3 separate regions of the Sus scrofa genome follow, and regions 1 and 3 are each linked to region 2. The links are chromatin contacts, called in public Hi-C maps. All regions are on one chromosome and are shown on one strand. The core of a region is the stretch at or near the end of the contact, and the rest is flanking DNA. Distances in the headings are between cores, read along the strand shown.

The links. A called contact is a pair of places that touch in the nucleus more often than the background predicts.
Region 1: a contact with region 2 is called in a Hi-C map of embryonic fibroblasts, with 4 times the contacts expected there. The contact joins the promoter of PDZD3 here to the promoter of HINFP in region 2. A contact is called at or near these places in 5 of 47 Hi-C or Micro-C datasets (blood, embryonic fibroblasts and skeletal muscle) and 1 of 2 datasets of contacts at active chromatin or transcription factors (alveolar macrophages).
Region 3: a contact with region 2 is called in a Hi-C map of liver, with 2.7 times the contacts expected there. The contact joins the promoter of CCDC84 here to the promoter of HINFP in region 2. A contact is called at or near these places in 2 of 5 promoter capture datasets (fetal liver and liver) and 2 of 47 Hi-C or Micro-C datasets (liver and retroperitoneal adipose tissue).

What each region holds. Positions count from the first base shown.
Region 1 is chr9:46,400,071-46,404,628 of Sscrofa11.1, forward strand. PDZD3 (Na(+)/H(+) exchange regulatory cofactor NHE-RF4) reads left to right here and starts at 1,307. Exons shown (of 11, transcript XM_021062958.1): 1 at 1,307-1,419; 2 at 1,789-1,816; 3 at 1,960-2,033; 4 at 2,371-2,582; 5 at 2,860-3,049; 6 at 3,139-3,275; 7 at 3,539-3,743; 8 at 3,939-4,135; 9 at 4,237-4,467. The coding sequence starts at 1,404. It overlaps NLRX1 (NLR family member X1), which reads left to right. Exons shown (of 9, transcript NM_001204769.1): 9 at 1-156. The coding sequence ends at 143.
Region 2 is chr9:46,332,943-46,337,396 of Sscrofa11.1, forward strand. It overlaps HINFP (histone H4 transcription factor), which reads left to right and starts at 3,188. Exons shown (of 10, transcript XM_005667424.3): 1 at 3,188-3,453.
Region 3 is chr9:46,227,185-46,231,770 of Sscrofa11.1, forward strand. CCDC84 (coiled-coil domain containing 84) reads left to right here and starts at 3,226. Exons shown (of 11, transcript NM_001244396.1): 1 at 3,226-3,383; 2 at 3,516-3,679; 3 at 4,103-4,201. The coding sequence starts at 3,264.

The DNA.
Region 1 (4,558 bases), core at 57-2,556, 65 kb after region 2:
TCCGGCGCCACCTTGAGCTGCTGCTGCGGGATCTGGAAGATAACCGGGGAGCCACCCTTAATCCTTGGCGTAAGGCCCAGCTGCTTCGAGTGGAGAGCGAGGTCAAGGCCCTCCTGGAGCAGCTGGGAGGCCCAGGAACCTGAGACAGTGGCAGCAGGCACCTGGTTGTGTGTCCCTTGGCCCCAAGCCCCTTCGGTCTGTGGCCTCCTGGCTTGTACTATCGCTTCTAGAAAGAGCCCCTCAGGGCTGGAGGCAAAAGAAGGGGCGCAGCTGTGCCACTTACCCTCCTGGGGCATGTCCAACCAATGTTCTCAAGTCTGGAGTTTCCAGGGACATGTTAGGAGGACTGGAGGATGTGGCATTTTGGTGGCCATATTGCTGTGTAGCACCACCACCAACCTTGCCCCTGCCACCTCTCAAGGAGCCTCGGATTGTGCCACCAGGGGGCACACTTCTTACATCAGCCTTGCCGTCGGTGTTGCCATCCAGATGTGGTGAGGGCCTCGGAGTCCTGTTTTTATGCTTTCTGTGGACACTCAGGATGCCAGCAGCCACTTTCCTCTCTCACTGGTGCTGTTACCTCATCCTCGTACCCCCTTTATCGCAATGGTACTTAAGCTCAGGGGCCCCTAGGAGCTTGGGCGCTGATTTGTTGCAATTAAAGAGCTGTGTCTTCCATCTACTGTGGCCTCTTTGCCTGGTGCTTTCAAGAAAGGGTACTATTCTTGATCATTCCATTTAAACTATTGACCACTTTTTTTTTTTTTCTTTTTTCGGGCCACACCCGAGGCATATGGAAGTTCCCAAGCTAGGGGTCAAATTGGAGCTACAGCTGCCGGCCTACACCACAGCCACAGCGACATGGGATCCGAGCTGCATCTGCGACTTACACCACAGTTCAAGGCAATGCCAGATCCCTAACCCGCTGAGTGAGGCCAGGGATGGACCCTTCATCCTCAGGAATCCTCGTCGGGTTTGTTAGCAGCTGAGCCACGAAGGGAACTCCCCGACCACTGTCTGTTGCAAATATTTCTTGGGCCCTAGGTTCAGAGGCAGTGAGGTTGGGGTTGGGGGGGTATAAACAGGATATTGGGGTCATGCTGGGCCATAAGGTTCCTGTCCCCAGGCTTGGAATTGCAGTGACCAGTAATCTACCCTTCTCTGCACAGACGGGGAATGGGGAGAGCAGCAGAGCCTCCTGAGAAAGGTGGGGCTCAGGAACAGGGGCAGGAGGGACTTCCACACTTCCCCAGAGGACAAGACTCTCCTCCCGTTAACCATTACCCGACTGCTTCCAAGGCAGCGTCTTGGAGGAGGCGGGACATGGGGGGGGGTAGGTGGGAGGATCAGCTGGTTTCGATGGACCTTGTCCCTGCACTGAGCACTGGCTCGCTGATCCAACCATGGAGGCAGCTGCAGGTAGGAGGCTGGGAGAAACCCTCTGGAGGGGACTTTCAGGCAGAGGGCAGATTGGAAGGCTTTGGGACAAGGACACCCTTGGTTGAGGGCTTGGGGCCCTGAGGAAAAGAGACCAGAGGTTAGGGGAGGAGAGGTGATTGGGTAAATGTGTCTTCCTGGTCCACGCCCTGTACGGATATGCTCAGATTTCTGCCCCAAGGACCGGGCTGGGGAGGGGAAAGAAGGGGAAGGGAGGACCCTTTTGGAGCAGAACAGAGGGGGCAAGTCCTGAATTTGGGGTTCACCTAAGTCCTTTGAGTTGACCATGGAAGAGAGGTCTCGGGGGGCAGAATGTGCCTCTCCTCCTCTCATCCCTTCTTTGCCCTGCAGATCTTCAGGAGACAGTGTCCTTGGCCCTGTAAGTGCCCTGCTATGAGGGGCTGGATCAAGGCGAGGAGGGAATTGGAGGTGGGGAAGCTCTTCAGCTGTCACTGGCCTGGCAGGGCGAGCCCGGGACCCAAGTCCAGATGCCAGCTTTCTCCTACCCTTGCCTCCCTGCAGGAAGTTTGAGTTTAACCCAAAGCTGGGCATTGATAATCCTGTCCTCTCCCTGGCTGAAGACCTCGATCCTTCTGGTAACCTCCCCCCACCCCAACCCCAGGGCAAGCATTTTTTCCCTCCCAAAGTCATCAGGGCTCCAAACAGTGTCCCATCTCCTTGGGAGTCACTCGGTCTCCCACTGATAACAGGCCTGGTGAGGAGTAATTGTGAGGAGGTGGAAGGGGACCAGGAGTTTCCCTCTGTCCCCGCCACTCTGCTGGGGGGTGTTCAGCCCCACTGCCCGATACCTCACTGAGCAGAAGCCCACCCAGTGTCCAATCACAGGGGCAGGCTCTGCCAGGCACAAAGTGACTTGTACTTGGGCTATGTCCCCTCTCCTCCCCCTCTTACACTGCCCGCCTCCCCTTCCAGATCCCTGGAGTCTGGACCGGCCTCGCTTCTGTCTGCTGAGCAAAGAGGAGGGCAAGAGTTTTGGTTTCCACCTGCAGCAGGAGCGGGGCAGGACAGGGCATGTGGTGTGCAGGGTGGAGCCAGGCACCTCTGCCCAGCACCAGGGTCTTCGGGAAGGAGACCGGATCCTGGGGGTGAACAACCACGTTGTGGAACATGAAGACCATTTGGTGGTGAGGTTGGGTTGGGACCCCCCTCAGGCAGATGGAAGCCAGGTGGTCACCTCCCTGGGTATATGGGGGGTCAGGAGCCAAGCCTCGGACTCCCCCACTCCCCAGGATGTGGGGGTGCCCAGGTCAGACCTGTTGGGTGAAGGCCTCCAGAGAGCTGGTTCCCACAGTGAAGTGTAGCTTCCAGGAAGCGGGAGCTGGCAAGAGGGGCCAGCCCCAGCCCGCCGCCCTGCCCACCGCCCTGCCCACCGCCCTGCCCGCTGCCCTGCCCACCATTCAGGTGATACGCCGCATCCGGGCCAGCGGGCCTCGGGTGTTGCTGACAGTTTTGGCGAAGCATGTGCATGATGTGGCCCGAGCTCAGCGGGGGAATGGTGCCCATCTCTGTCCTACTCTCGGCCCGGGGGTCCGGCCTCGACTGTGCCACATAGTGAAAGACGAGGGTGGCTTTGGCTTCAGTGTCACGCAAGGTGAGCTTAGAGCTTGGGAGAGGTCAGGAGGGGGATCCTGGCCCTGCTCTGGGCAGGCAGCGGGCAGAAACTTTCTGTCTGTGCTTCAGGACGTTGGGGTCCTTTCTGGTTGGTGCTGAGCACTGGAGGAGCAGCTGAGCGGGCAGGGGTGCCCCCTGGGGCCCGACTGCTAGAAGTGAATGGGGTCAGTGTGGAGAAGTTGACACACAACCAGCTCAGCAAGAAGGTACAGCTGTCTGTTTCCCATTCTTCTTCACATTCCGCGCTGGGCCTGGGCCCCGCCTTAGGACACAGACTCCTCTCCCACACGCCTACTCTCCTGACCAGATCTTATGCCTCTGTCACCATCCCTCCCTTCATTCAGTGCCAGTCCCTCCCCCCACCCCCCTAGTGCCTCATTCCTGGGCCTGGGAAGAGGAGCTGTGAGGAGGTGCCTGCCTCTGCCCTTCCCACCCAGGTTGGTGCTGATGCCCTGCTGGGTCCTCACAGCTTTGGCAGAGTGGCAAGCAGGTGACCCTGCTGGTGGCAGGGCCAGAGGTGGAGGAACAGTGTCGCCAGCTGGGAATGCCCCTGGCTGCACCCCTGGCAGAGGGCTGGGCACTGCCCAACAGACCCCGATGCTTGCATCTAGAGAAGGGGCCCCAGGGCTTCGGGTTCGTGCTCCGGGAGGAGAAGGGCCTGGACGGTCGCCTAGGTGAGTGGGAGCCCTGGGGGTGGAGAGGGAAGGTGGGCCTTGTGGTGGGCAGGTAAGGGGTGTCTCTGGCTGAACCCCAGCCTGGGGCCTCCTCCTCCTGGGTATCCCCTGGGTGAGTCCCCGGCCGTGCACGCAGTGGCCTGGGCCAGCTCTGGGCTCAGTGGGGCAGGAGCAGTGAGGATGTCTGTGTCCCAGGTCAGTTCCTGTGGGAGGTGGACCCAGGACTGCCAGCAGAGAAGGCTGGGATGCAGGCTGGGGACCGGTTGGTGGCTGTGGCTGGGGAGAGCGTGGAGGGGCTGGGCCACGAGGAGACAGTGTCCAAGATCCGTGCGCAGGGCTCCTCCGTCTCGCTCATTGTCATCGACCCCCAGGCTGACCGCTTCTTCAGAATGGTGCGAGCTGAGGGGCGGGGCTAGGATGGAGGGAAGAGTGGAACAGGGCTCCGGTGCCAGGAGAAGCAACAGTTCTGTCCTATCTATCTGACTCTTTCCAGGTTCGCTTGTCCCCGCTCCTTTTCTTGGAGAGCACAGAGACGCCTGACTCTCCCCAGGACATCTGCTCAGCCTCTCTGGTTGAGACCGGGGCCCCACCAGTTGAAGACACAACAGTGTCCCCTGTCCCACGTGGATTCCGCCACTGCTTCCTGTATCCTGGGCCTGGTGGTGGCTATGGCTTCAGACTCAGCTGTGTGGCCAGTGGGCCGCCTCATCTCTTCATCTCCCAGGTGACTGATGCCCCAGGGACTCCTTGGATCTTTTTTTTGGAGGTGGGGGGGTGCACCTGTGGGCATATGAAAGTTCCCAGGCTGGGGGTCA
Region 2 (4,454 bases), core at 1,938-4,437:
CATACCACAGGAAGGAGTAAGCCAAGTGGCTGGGGTGGGGAGATCCTCAGGAACATTGTAACAATTACAGTGAGACAGGTGGGATGATAAGGGTCTGGTGATTCTTATCTCAGCCAGAGGCTTTTTGAGTTGTATCCCCTTGGAGAGGACTTGAAGTCCCACAATGAACTGTGCTTTGAGATTTTGTGGCAGCTTTTAAAGACCAAATCTCAGGATGTGTCTTGAATTATCCAGCCAAAATTGTGGCTTGTTTTCAAGAGAAGCAGATTGAGATGGAAGTAAACTATGCTAGACCGCAAAGACAGTGTCTCAAATTCTGGAAACATATGTGTGGATCCCAGAGCTATCCTGAAATTTTTGCTCTGTAAAAAAATTGTTTGAGTCTACACAGCTCTGTGAATGAACTTTTTCTTTATGAAACTGCTAAATTAAAGCTAAGAGCCATCTTTAGTGGTGTAAGCCTGCAATTAAAATAAGGTTGGCATTTTGTGAAGTATTACTATAGCTATGTGCTTTCGAATTCAGTTGATAAATATATTTTTGTTACTCTTGAATTATATTTTAAAACTCCTATTTTAAAATAAGGACAAAGCTTAATTCACTGTTGTTAGTAACAAACTCCAGGCACAAATTTCTGATTTTACTGTAACTTTGCTATTTTTAATGGTGTCTAATTGAAATCCAGCAGAGCCCTGTGGGGCTCGTGAGAATACAAATTTTTCTGTGTCCCCCATTTCTTGTTTTTGGTGAATGGGCTTCAGTCTCAAGGACGTTCCCTTAGTTCCAAAAAGCAGGTTCAGACAGTTGCTAATCAAGGAAGGAAGGGGATGCAGAGACCAGGGAGGAGCCGTCTTGAAACAACAGTAGTGCAGCCTTGGGGCAGGGTCCTAGTTTAACAATCTCTTTGAGTTCTTCTGCAGAACTAAAACCCCCAACAAATAGAAGATGTTGAAGAAGCATCAGCTTTGAAAAACAATGAAAGCTTGCATCTACCCTGATCCTTACGTGTGGCCCTATTTTTCACTTTTTTCACTGGGGGAGCGGGGAGCACAGTCTTTAGGGCATTAGCCTGCTATGACCCTCCTTTGCCTGGCAAAGCAACAAAGCTATTTTTTTCTCCTTCACCCTAAACTCTGTCTCTATTTTATTTATACTGAACATTCAATGTGTTTTCTGATTCTATAAATTATATAGGCTTATGTTTAGGTTAGAAAAATATAACACAATAAATATTAATCCCAATGAACTTTACTAAGGTACATAATTTTAAAAACAAATATGTCTTAGACCCTTACTGAGTTTTAGCCACTAGGCTAAGCGAGGGGGTTATAAAAGATAAAGAACACACAAAATCCCTGCCCTGGTTCACTGAACTGAGTCAGGTGCAGAACGCAGATATGTAGACAGGTAAGTATGAAGTGACAGAGCTGTATTGGGGAAATATAGGAAAGGGATGTCCAGAAAGACTTCCAGGAAAAAGAAGCATCTTCCTTGAGACCAGAAGAATGAGTAGGAATCAGTCATAGTGGGAAGGGGAGGGGAAGATTGTTCCAGACAGAGGAAACAGCAAGTACAAGGCAGGAAAGGAAAGGCAACTAGGTGTGCTGGAGACACTGAAAGCAATTTGGGGTTGGAGAGCAGAGACTGAAAGCAAGAAGCACTCAGGATACACACGGTTGGAGAGAAGTATGCAGGACCCAGATACTGAAGGATCTGTTGTGGTCTCTGCATGCAGGTGGAAAAAGAATCTGGACTTAAACCAAGATGTGTGGGGAGTTCCCGTCATGGCTCAGTGGTTAACAAATCTGACTAGGAACCATGAGGTTGTGGGTTCGATCCCTGGCCTTGCTCAGTGGGTTAAGGAGAGCTATTGCCATGAGCTGTGGTATAGGCCGAAGATGTGGCAGATAGGCCATTGGCTATAGCTCCAATTAGACCCCTAGCCTGGGAACCTCCATAAGTGGTTTCTAGAAAAGAAAAACAAATAAACGAAAAACAAAACCGAGATGTAGAAAAGACAAGTTTATTAAGGCAAGGGACACTGCTAACACAGTGGGCCAACATCCTGATAACCAGGAAGAGCTGACTCTGGGCACATGGTTTTATAGCCCAAAGACAAAAGAGTACAAGGAGTGCTCTTGCCATACACCTGTTGGCCTGCTGATTGGTAGGGGAAGAAAGGGGTCTTCTGATACATTTCCTGGTTGGTTGGGAAAGGATAAGGTCTTTGGATACACTTGCTGGTTGGCTGGAGGCATATGTTGCCTATAGGGGCGTCCTAAGGAGCGAGCTACATACCTTTTCTAGTGGGGGGCAGGAAGGAGTAGGCCAGGTTAACCCAGGAGAGGAGGTGAGGAGTGAGCCACATACCTTTCCTTGCAGGGGGCAGGCAGGAGTAGGCCAAGTTGCTGGGTGGGGAGGTCCTTAGGAACATTGTAACAGTTACAGCGACACAGGTGGGCTGATAAGGGTCTGGCAATTCTATTTGCTGGAGGCTTGAGTTTTATTTCCTTGGAGAAGCCTTGCGTCCCACAGGATCTAGAAAACCTTAGTATGGGTTTTCCAGACAGCAAAATGCCCTTGAGCGATTAAAACAGGGCAGTGGTTTGATCAGATTTGCTCTTTGTAAAGATCACCTTGAGAATAATTTGGGGGGAAGCAAGAGTGCTCGCAGTGGAACCAGTTAGGTTAGCATAGACACCTGGGTTGAAGGACGTTAATGGACTAGAGAGGGGGCGGCAAAGATTAAGAACCAGGGGTGATTTCGAGATCCTGTGTTTTTATGGGGTAGAATTCACAGGATCTGGCAATGGATTGGATGTGACGTGTGAAGGAGAAATCTGGCTGACTGCCGGTTTTCTGACTTGAAGGCGCCGTTTCCACCGAGCCGCGCGTGACACGCAGAGGTTTGGGGGGAAAAGGGGATGGCGGAAGGAATACTGCTATTTAAGAAACAGTAAGATCAAGAAGGCGAAGAACCCCCAGTTTGGGCTCAGCGGTGCTGGCTGTTCTGAGGATCGAGCTTTGCACACCTCCTACTCTGCCTCCCCCTTGTCCTTGGTCTCACCGCCCACGCGGCTAGCTAGCGCTTTAAGCAACTGAGCTGGGAGACCCCACGCGGCGCCCAACCCGAACCCTGCGCATGCCCAGTGGGTGCCGTGTGCCGAGCCTGCGCAGTTGGGGGAATTCGGGCCTTTGGGATCCCCATCAGCGCCCCGCCTGGAGCCGGGCGAAGCCCGCAGCGTTACCTTTCCTCGCGGCCCGCCGCCCCTCACTCCCGCCCCTTCCGTGTTTTGGTCGCGCACGGGTTCCGTCAGTCGCAGAGGCAATTGGCTGTTAGAGGGATCCGAGAATGGTGATTGGCTGCCTTTGGCCGTCGCTCTAGCGCCCTCCCGGAGACCGGGAGATCGTGCGAGGTGGGAGGAGAGCTGGGGACCCGGGAGCCGACAGGCGGTAAGTTGGGGACTCCGGGTTTGGCGGGGACAGCGTTGGGCAGCGCTCTGGCCGGCTGCCAAGGCCAGGCTCCTCTCCGGGCGCTTCGGCGAGTCTCCCTCTTGCAACTTGGCCACGCTAGTCTGCTTGGCGCATGCAGCGTCCCTGGTCCCCAACCCCGGTTTGAACCTCCATGCTTTGCCATCTGAGGCTTCGCTGTTGCTGAAACACGGTCGCCTCCACGCCTTAGGGGGAAGCTTGTGGAGCAGGCAGGGAGAGGTTTACCCGCTGGGGTGGTCTCCTTCCTTTTCTCCGAATTCTACCACTGCTCCAGGGGCCCTGTCCCCATCGCTAAGGGCAAGCGTTCCCTGGCCACTGGGGCATCTTCCTGTCTAGCTCTCGATCCTCGCGCGCTTTGTTTTGGTCGTTGTCTAAACACGTCAGAGCCTTATCTCTTCGGCCAATTTGTGAATCCTTAGAAGGTTCTGAACCGGGTCACTCCTTTCTTGAATACCATTCAGCGTTCATTCGGTGCTTGCCTTACCGTTTATATTCTTTAAGTATGGGCTGATTGCTTATAACTATAACTCCTGATGAAAGGAAAGGTTAGGAATCCTTCCACTTGCCTTTTGTCGACCTTTTTGTAGAATTCATACTTAAATCATCTCACCCTCAGAAGCAAGAATATGAAGAGCCAACACTTGTTGAGTTCTAGCAGTGTGTTAGGCTATTATTTTAATATTCATTATCTGGTTTAATCCACACATCAATTCATTGAGACATGATTATTCCTATGCCATGTGGGAAACCTTGCTTTAAGTAACTTGCCTAAGGTCACAGAGCTAATAAATGTTGGAGTTTTCTAATCAGATCTGTTGAATCCCTCACCCATTACTGTGATATTAGTACCTTATTCTACATTTAAGAAAAGCTAGGTGATTTGTCCAAAAGTAAAGCAATAAGTTATAAATTTACTTTTAACATTAAAAGAACTCCTAGTAGGGTATGTGTTGGCCCTGCAG
Region 3 (4,586 bases), core at 1,976-4,475, 110 kb before region 2:
GAAATCCTTTTTTTTTTTTTTTATACAAAAAAGTACTTTTTACAATTGTTTTTTCTTTTAAGCTGCATCCCCCGGCATGTGAAAGTTCCCAGGCCTCAAACCAGTACCACGGCAGAAACCTGAGCTACAGCAGTGACAACACCAGGTCCTTCACCCTCTGAAACACAGAGGAACTCCACTTTTTACAATTTTTTTTTTCTTTTTAGGGCTGCACCCGCAGCACATGGAGGTTCCCAGGCTAGGGGTCGAATCGGAACTCCAGCTGATGGCCTACGCTACGGCCACAGCAACATCAGATCCAGCCACGTCTGTGACCTCCACCACAGCTCACGGCAACGCCAGATCCTTAACCCACTGAGCGAAGCCAGGGATCGAACCCTCAAGCTCATAGTTCCTAGTCGGATTTGTTTCCACTGTGCACAACAGTAACTCCACAATTTATTTATTTATTTATGTTTGTCTTTTAGGGCTCCATCCACAGCATATGGAAATTCCCAGGCTAGAGGTTGATTTGGAGTTGCAGCTGCCAGCCTACACCACAGCCATGGCAACTCAGGATCTGAGCCACATCTATGACCTACACCACAGTTCATGGCAACGCCAGATCCTTAACCCACTGAGTGAGGCCAGGGATCAAACCCATGTCCTCATGGATACTAGTTTGGTTCATTACCACTGAGCCACAACAGGAACTCAAATAAATAAAACTGTCCCTTTGCCTGTTTTGTAGCTTGACCCTATTAATTAGCAGACTGTTAGCTGCATGCTTCCCAGGCTTCTTCCTAGTTGTGGGCATGCTGACCACTTAATTTTAATTAAGTTAACATCTTGATGATTTTAACAATTTGACGAACATGTGTAGAACTTTTCTGCTAGTTTGAACAAGTCAGGTATGACCAAGACACATCTCTGCACTTCAGGAGATTCTTAACTACTGGGCTTTCCACTGGCTGCTAAACAAAAAGCAATAGGATGAGCAAAGGACCTTGGAATTGAAAATAAACTCTGCAGTATCCACTCTAGACATCTTCACAAAAGGGATGACATTTCATTCATTCAATCATGAATTGATCTAAGAGCTTATAAATAGATTGAAAGCTTACCACATTCCAGACAAAGTCACCAGCCGTATGGAAATTTCATTCTAGTTCATCTTTCAGAGCCCTATATAATAGAAAGAATTTATCAGGCAGAGGGAACCAAAGGCTAGAGATGCTAAAGTACACAGGAGCAAAAGGACTGCAGGACTATTGCCTGGAGGAGAGTGTGGAGGAGGGAGGGGGAAGGGGGAACAAGTGGGAGACAAGACTGAAAAGGAGGTTAGGAAACCTAGTGTTAAAAAATCATGCTGCAAAATTTAGATATTTCCTGAAGGCTGTTTAGAGACATTAAATTAATCAGGAAAGTCACTTTAGAGACTTTAAGACCAGAGTCTGAGTATCCATGAGGACGCAGGTTTGATCCCTGGCCTTGCTCAGTGGGTTGGTGATCCAGTGTTGCTGTGACCTGCAGTGTAGGTCACAGATGTGGCTTAGCTCCCAAGTTGCTGTGGCTGTGGTGTAGGCCAGCAGCTGCAGTTCCAAATCAACCCCTAGCCTGGGAACCTCCATATGCCACTGGTACAGCCCTAAAAAAAAAACAAAAAACAAAAAAAACCAACCAACCAACCAAACAAACAAACAAAAACGGAAAATGGATCACATATGGTAGAGGCCTGAGTGTAAAGGGAAGCTTCAACAGGAAGTCAAGACCTGAAGGGGAGTCTGACTACTTTCTGGGTCTGAATTATGTAGTTGACTGTATACACCCACAGACATTGTAACCCATCCAGGTTAATGCACCAGCACCAGCAACAAATCTTTTTTTTTTTTTTGGCAGCCAAAAAAAAGGCATAAGATCCTAGGCCAGAGATTGAACCTGCACCACAGCAGTGACTCCAGCCACAGCAGTGACAACACTAGATCCTTAATCCACTGAGCCACCAGAGAACTCCACCGTTAACAAATCTAAGGAAAGCTAGGGACACCATACCAGCTTTATTTGCTCATCTTTCAAGTAAGGTCTGGGCTAGGACCCAGTCTTTTTTTTGGAGGGAGCTCTAGGGTAGAGATGATAGTCTGGGGATTTTAGCCCTGTGAAGGAGCAATTTACCTTAGGTCTGAAAGGAGATAGGAAGGCAGTTGACTCTGGGAGAAGTGGCTTATGAAGAATTAGTAAAATTCCTCTAGATTAGCAGGTTTACCGTTTTTTGTTTTTTGGGTTCCTTTTACTGCACCCTGGGCAGGCGGAAGTTCCCAGGTCAAGGATTGAAGCTGCACCACAGTAGAGACCAGAACTCTGGGTCCTTAACTTGCTGTGCTATAAGGAAACTCCGAGCATGTTTACAGATTAAAAATGTCTTCTCTTAGCAATGATTCTGCAACCTTTTTGGCTTTGCCATTACATCTTTACAGGAGCAATGCTCAGAACACCCCATGGTGGTATGAGTGTGATTAGGTCTCAGATTAGGCCTTCAGTTTGTGTTCCCAACAGCCAGCTGGTACTGCCTCTGCCACTTTACACCTGTGCAACCTTCCATAGAATTACTTCCTCCTTCACGCCTCAGTTTCCTGCTTGCAAAATGCCAGTAAGGATAGTCATCCCATTGGGTTATTCTGAGGATTACATGAGGTAGTTTTTTGGGGGGGTTTGCAATTTTTTTGCTTTAGCATATGGAAGTTCCCAGGCTAGGGGGTCCAATCAGAGCTGTAGCTGTTAGCCTACAGGATCCGAGCCGTGTCTGCCACCTACATCACACCTCACGCCAACCGGATCCTTAACCCGTTGAGCAAGGCCAGGGATGGAACCCGCGTCCTCATGGATCCTAGTCAGGTTCATTACCCGCTGAGCCACGAAGGGTCCTCCTACGTGAGGTAGTTAACAAAAGCTTTGGACACACACTGAGCACCCTATTAAACACTAGTTATGATTGTTACATTGTCTGTATTGGTCCTTGTCTGTGTCCCAACCTGCGCGCTCTTTCCCCGCATCTGCACAAGCGAAATCGACCACCTCATCCGAACACACAGCACTAGGTGACTAGACGACTGGCTGGGTTTGCGCGCCGTGAGGCAGCCAGGAGAAAACCCGCGCAGCCGCAGAAGGGCTTGCAGTGGCGCCTGCCCTCCACTGGGGGCAGATGGGTTCGCCCCGCCCCCTAGAGGTCAGAGGTCACCGGACGGCAAAGGAGCAGCTCCGCATCGCGGATCCCGAGTCCCGCGCCGATGGCGCCGGCGCAGCGCTGCCCTCTTTGCCGCCAGACTTTCTTCTGCGGTCGCGGGCACGTCTACAGCCGCAAGCACCAGCGGCAGCTGAAGGTGGCTTTGGAGCGGCTCTTGCCGCAGGTGCGGACAGGAGGCCGGAGGGGACCATGGAAGCCCGGGGGCGGGGATGCGAGCGAGCAGGGAGGGCCGGAGGGCTTGGGATCTGAAAGTCCCGCCGGGGTTCCACTTAGCCTCTCCCCCTTTCTGCCACAGGTAGAGGCTGCCCGCAAGGCGATCCGCGCCGCTCAGGTGGAGCGTTACGTGCCCGAGCACGAGCGCAGCTGCTGGTGCCTGTGCTGCAGTTGTGAGGTGCGGAAACACCTGAGCCACGGAAACCTGACCGTGCTGCACGGGGGGCTCCTGGAGCATCTGGCCAGGTGAGCGCCGTGTCAGGAGCCGCATAACAAAATCGAGCACACTTGTGGAAGGGAGGGTTTGGGGTGGGTGAGAGGAAGAACGCTTTTGTGATTTGATCAGGGTAGATAATTGAATCCTCTTATAGGCATCAAGGGTAGCAAGTTTATGGCTGCCATGGTCCCAGTGGTGTTGGAGGTCTAGCTCGAAAGCCAGCTGAGCAGCTGCCTCAGACAAGGTTGCTGCCCATCACTTCCTCTCAGATTCTTCCATTTTTATTGGGAGGAGACTGGAGATGCTGGAAGAGACTACTAACAGCATACATCTCTCAGCCTTGCCCAGAGGCAGAAACCCAGACGTCAATTTGCATTATTTATTTAATGCCTATATATCTGAGTAATATTCTTTAATCTCTCATTGAGATTACTTATCCTCTCCAACCTCAGCCCAGAGCACAAGAAAGCAACCAACAAATTCTGGTGGGAGAACAAGGCTGAGTTCCAGATGAAAGAGAAGTTTCTGATCTCCCCCCAGGATTATGCACGGTAAGTCCCTGGTTATGAATGATTAAGTGGCAGAGTGTGGATTTTCTGGGTCTGTGTTAGGTACTGGAGCTTCGTCTATTCATTAGAAGTATGGTGGACCTCATTAGTATCCATTTTCTTCGTAGCACTCATTCTAGGCACTATTTTGGACACAAAAAAACTATGACAGAGTCCTTGAAAGGTTTATAATCTAGTTAGGGCATGGGATTTAGTGTATTGAGCCAATAGAGAACAGCATGTAATGAAAGTTGGCAGTAAGCAATTACTTAATGTGTGACAGAGAGACTACTAAGGTCCTTTAGGAACAGAAGAGGCTATTTTCTTCCTTTTTTCCATTCTCCTTTATTCTAAAAACACCTAGTTTGTTGCAACCTCATAGATCAAA